Linked DNA regions of Oryza sativa: region 1 is linked to region 2. The links are chromatin contacts, called in public HiCAR-type maps. All regions are on one chromosome and are shown on one strand. Each heading gives the region's core, a stretch centred on a gene start, on an enhancer-like site or on the middle of the called end of the contact. The rest is flanking DNA. Distances are from core to core; before and after follow the strand shown.

What was found. HiCAR-type assays count read pairs that join an accessible place to other places.
Region 1: a contact with region 2 is called in a HiCAR-type map of leaf, with 2.4 times the contacts expected there. The contact joins the promoter of LOC4345738 here to the enhancer-like site in region 2. A contact is called at or near these places in 2 of 15 Hi-C or Micro-C datasets (panicle and an unstated tissue) and 1 of 4 datasets of contacts at active chromatin or transcription factors (leaf).

The regions. Positions count from the first base shown.
Region 1 is chr8:22,327,465-22,330,164 of ASM3414082v1, reverse strand. It overlaps LOC4345738 (dormancy-associated protein homolog 3), which reads right to left and starts at 1,300. Exons shown (of 3, transcript XM_015795557.3): 1 at 855-1,300; 2 at 276-393; 3 at 1-178. The coding sequence starts at 1,143. The coding sequence ends at 151.
Region 2 is chr8:22,260,299-22,262,998 of ASM3414082v1, reverse strand. No RefSeq gene overlaps it. Among protein-coding and RNA genes, the nearest start is that of LOC136351282, 3.9 kb to the right of the region's middle. Within about 2 kb of position 1,413, at least 2 of the 15 cell types and tissues checked have open chromatin away from gene starts, as enhancers often do. A contact at or near this core is called in panicle, where this site is marked.

The sequences.
Region 1 (2,700 bases), core at 51-2,550, 67 kb before region 2:
ACACAGATTCATGAGACACAACGGATGCGTGAAGCCTCAGGCACGTCAGCTAGCTAGCTTCCTTTGTCATAGATATTCCTCTGCTCGATTGGTTATTTTGTTTTTTCAGATTTTTCAGAACTTTTTCACCACGCTGGATCGCGCTATAGTTCATCGGTCCAACGAACTGATGACCACCCTGCAAGCACAGCAAGAAGAACCAAGAGTTTCAGATCAGAGCCAACCAACCATGGCGGAACTGTAACCTTGCAGAGAGAGAAGGGAAGAGTGCGAACCAGTCGTAGACGGTGGGGCTTCTCGGCCCGACGGCGGCGGCGGCCTCCGGCGCGGCGTCGGTGGCCGTCTTGGGTTTCCGGCGAAGCCTCCTCCAGCTGTCCCCCTTGGGCGTAGTAGCTGCACCACCGAATCAAATTTCACAAACACGTCAGGCACATGCATCAGTTCCCATTACTTTCTTAATTTCTGAATTCAATATTAACCCTGTACTATCAGACTACTACGATCCACCATTTCTTGATTAGATGAACTCCACAGATAGCATCAATCAAGAACAGATGAATGAACTCCGTAGATCTGTATTCTGTTGACTGCATCAGCCGCACTCAAGGCATAAAGCATAAAAAGCAACAAACAATTTTGATGATTTTTTTGTCTCTCTCCCATTTCCATGGAAAAAGCTCACCAGATTGACACGCAACCATGGTCTCTCGTCGCATCGGGATCCAATCCCCCAACCAACCAACCACGAACGCAGATCTAGAGTTCTACAGTGCATCGATGCGAGGGCGGCTCTACTACACGCCAATCCAGAATCCAAGAGAGAGAAAGAAAAAAAAAACAGAGGAGACCCCCACCTGACGCGAACGGGGAGTCCGGCGCGCTGGCTGGGGAGGACGGCACGGACGAGCTGTACTCGCCGCCGCCGCCGCGCGGCGACGGGACGGACAGCGACGGCGGCCGGACGATGGTGATGCTGCGCGTCACCGTCGCGGCCGGCGCATCCGGCGGCGCCGTCCCGGGGGCGGCGGCGGCGGCGGAGGAGGAGGAGGGCGAGAAGGAGGAGTACTTGCGGAGCTTGCCGAGGCCGGAGTCCGGGCGCGGGCCGGCCACCGTCTCGTCCCAGAGCTGGTCAAGGAGCCCCATGGGCGTTCGTGCGCGCGTGCGTAAGATTTGGTTCCCGCGTAGTACGTATTACCAGGCGTATGTGCGCGGCCGGAGTCGTCGCCGGCGACGAGTCGACGTCGTTGGATGGTGGCGAGGGCGAGGGCGAGGCAAGGTGAGTGATCCGTTGGAGTTGGAGGAGGATGGGTGGATGGGGAGGGGAGGGTTTTTATAGAGGAGAGAGGTGAGGGGAGGGGAGTTGGAGAGGATTCCGCCGAGATATTAGGGGGCTTGGTGTAATTTTGGATAGGGGAGATAATAACAGGTGGTTGTGTGGATTTTCACCTCTTTCCTGGCTCCACGGCTCGGCTCGGCTCGGCTCGGCAAGCTCAATAATTTTTTTCGAGCGGTACAGGATGGATACTGTCGGATCACGTACGTCATTTTTTTTTATCCATAAAAATTTTGCAAGGATGCCATTTTAATGGCAGTTCTAATAGCATTTTTGCAATTTTTTAGTAGCAGTCTTACAATAACGATTCAAAATAGTGGTGAATTTACAATTGCCCCTAAAAATTAAGAAAGGTTAAGCTCAATGACGATATTTTAAAAGGCGTATGAGGGTATATCTAATATTGGAAAAAAGAAAACGGAAGATAATGAATTTTATACTGGTTGGTTCAAGCGGTCAAGCATCCGAAATGGGGTAATAGCCATAATCTAGTTTATATGTACAGCTGCTATGAGATGTGTTACACCGATTATAAAGGAAGAGCAAGCTAGCTAATTTGGCCTACCAGCTTACCTTCGGTGAGGACTAAACTAGCAACTTGTAATCAAAGACTAGATTTAGGGTTTCCTCCCGATTGATATTCGATATGGGATATGGCTTGTGGTTACGGTTTATGATCCAATGCACTCTCCTCCCTAGGGGCTTTGTATTTATACGGACAAACAACCTCTTGTCTAAATAGAACTCGTGATTCAAATAGGCTATGAACAGATAAGACTTTGTAGCATACGGATCAGAGTCTGACATCTATTTTTGAACATACTCTTCCATAAAGGACCAGGTATACGTTATTCCCGGTAGTCATAAATATAGGTATAAGAAGTATACTTTTCTGTAACACTGACTCTGTCATTTCTCATAAACGAATAGTACCCGTGAAATAATTACTTATTATGTATCCTCTCCCATATTTGTTGCTCACTTGCTCGGAGTTGGAATAGAGAATATATAGTACTCCCCCATCTCAAAATAAGGTAATCTTTATCCCATACTAAATTTATCTTTGAGCAATCATTGTATTGAAGTTTGTGAAAGAATGGAACAAATACTAGAACTGAATTAAGTGAAAAACAATTGTATTGGGATTTAATAGTGGAGGGTGTTCTTATCATTTTGCTTTTACATTGGTACGTGCGGAATGGGTGAAAAATAAAGTTATTTTACGACGGAGATAGTATTTGATAACTTATTACTTATCATGTATCATATCCTATATTTTCCCCCTTTGAATCAAATTCAGAAAAAAAATATATATATATATATATATATATATATATATATATATATATATATATATATATATATAT
Region 2 (2,700 bases), core at 164-2,663:
TCAGGCCTTGTCAGGCCCCCCGATATCTTTAGTCCCGGTTGGTAACACCAACCGGGACTAAAGATCCCAGGGATCTTTACTCCCGGTTGATATCAACCGGGAGTAAAGATCCCAGGGATCTTTACTCCCGGTTGATAATATCAACCGGGAATAAAGCGTACGCACCAGCCCACGCACAAGCGCATGCGTAGCCCCTCTCTCTCTCTATCTTCCATCCTTATCTCTTTTTCTTCTCCTTCCTTATCTTCATCCTCTCCCCTTCCTTTTCTCTCACCCCCTCTCCTCCTCCCCTCCCCCTCTTCCTCTTGCAGAGGCAGCCGACGGCGGCGGGATGGGGGATGGGCGCGGGCTGGCGGCGGCCGGGCGGCGGTGGCGGGATGGAGGCGACCGGGCGCGGGCTGGCGGCGGCCAGGCGCGGGCTGGGGCTGGCGGCGGCCGGCCGGCGGCGGCGGGATTGCGGCCGGGCGCGGGCCAGCGGGATGGAGGACGGGCGGCGGCGGCCCGGCGTGAGCCGGCGGGATGGAGGCCGGTCGCCGGCAGCCTCGCCCTCCCCTCCTCCAGATCCGGCCAGAGGGGAAGCGGCGGGATGGAGGACGGCCGGCGGCGGCCCGGCGCGGGCCGGCGGAATGGAGGCCGGTCGCCGGCGGCCTCGCCCTCCCCTCCCCCAGATCCGGCCGGAGGGGAAGTGGCGAGATGGGTGGCCAGCTGGCGGCGGGATGGGAGGCCGGCCGGTGAGTCGATTTTTTTTTTGATTTTTTTTAATTTGTGGTTTGGATGTTTTGATCTGTGAATGAATTTATGAATCGATATTGTGAATGAATCTGTGATGTTGTGAATGAGTATGTGACTCGATGTTGTCAATGAACCTTTGAATCAATATTGTGAATATATTTGTGATGTTGTGAATGAATATGTGAATGGATATTGTGAATGAATTTGTGGTGAATCTGTTAATCGTGCTGTGGAGTTGTGATGTGGATTTGGGGTTTGATTTGATGATATGCATACCACTCGATTCGGGAGAAAATAAAAAAGAAAAAAGGACTAGCTGATGGACTGCCGCTACCCTCTCTTTAGTCCCGGTTGATGACACCAACCGGGACTATCTTTAGTCCCGGTTGGTGTCATCAACCGGGACTAAAGATCGATCTTTAGTCCCGGATACCGGGACTACAGGGGGTTACGAACCGGGACTAAAAAGCACTTCTCCACCAGTGCGTACACCCTATACCCCCCACTTGATTGTCTAGAATGTGGTTCGGGTCATTTATTTTGCGTCGTCAGCATTTACCAATCACCAGCCCCTACGTTATGTGCACACACATGTTGTAATTCGCCTCCCAGACATCTGCGCACGCAGTCTCGTGTCACAAAACTGTGTGCGCACGTACTACTACGCATAAACGCTGCCAGGCACGATGGGTGGAGTGGACCAAAGCTGGTGAGCAAACCGACAGGGCCCAAGCGGCCAAGCACAGGAAGGCTGCGCATACATCTACAAATTAAATAGCCAGATATTTAGACATGCACCATTGTCATCTCGTTTTTTTCAAATTTCGAGGAGCACAAATACAATAATACTATAGCGATTTTTTTTTAACTTTTGAAACGTGGTTATAAATAGGAGTAGCATTCTTTTGAAATACTATAGTAATGTTCAAGTTTAAAGTAAGGCTTGACGGGACAAGCATGTGAGCAGGTGTGTCAGTCACCGCGAACGATAGAATTGTGGCTCGTGTAATCCGGCGAGCGCAGCGCACGCAGGAATCTCCGGCGTTTTGATCTCCAGGGTCCAAGTATTTCCGCTCCGCCGCCGTAGACGATGAGCTGCATCGCACTAGTGCTCCCGTGGCATGGGCTCCGCACGTTTTTTCACCCTCTCGTTGTTCCGGTTCGCGCATGATGAATGATGATGATGTGCGTGGATAGGAGAGTCCAGGAGGGCAAAGCAAACCTTCTCTAAACTACACACTGCAGTCTGCACCCCGCACCAAGGCCCCGTTTAGTTCGCGAAATGAAAATTGTTGAGTGTCACATCGGACGTTTGACCGGATATCGGAAGGAGTTTTCAGACACGAATGAAAAAACTAATTTCATAACTTGCCTAGAAACCGCGAGACGAATCTTTTGAGCCTAATTAATTCGTCATTAGCGCATGTGGGTTACTGTAACACTTATGGCTAATCATGAACTAATTAGACTCAAAAGATTCGTCTCGCAATTTCCTCTCTAACTATGCAATTAGTTTTTATTTTTATCTATATTTAATGTTTTATGGAAGTGTCCAAAAATTCGATGTGATGTTTTTGAGAAAAACTTTTTGAAAACTAAACAGGGCCCAAAAAGAACTACACTCTGCAGTACAGACACACATCACATTCCGCATCAAGGCATGTCATGCGTAAAACGAATGCACACGCCATGAAACCTACTGTACTACTCCATCCATCCCTAATATAAGGGATTTTAACATTTTACTTACACTATTTGATCACTCGTCTTACTTAAAAAAAAATTGTGCAAATATAAAAGACGAAAAGTTGTGCTTAAAAGACTTTGAATAATAAAGTAAGTAAAAAATAAATAATAATTTTAAAATATTTTAAATAAGACGAATGGTAAAACAGTGCAAGTAAAATGTGAAAATCTCTTATATTAGAGGATGGAGGGAGTAGTGAGATGATCAAATTCGATCAATTC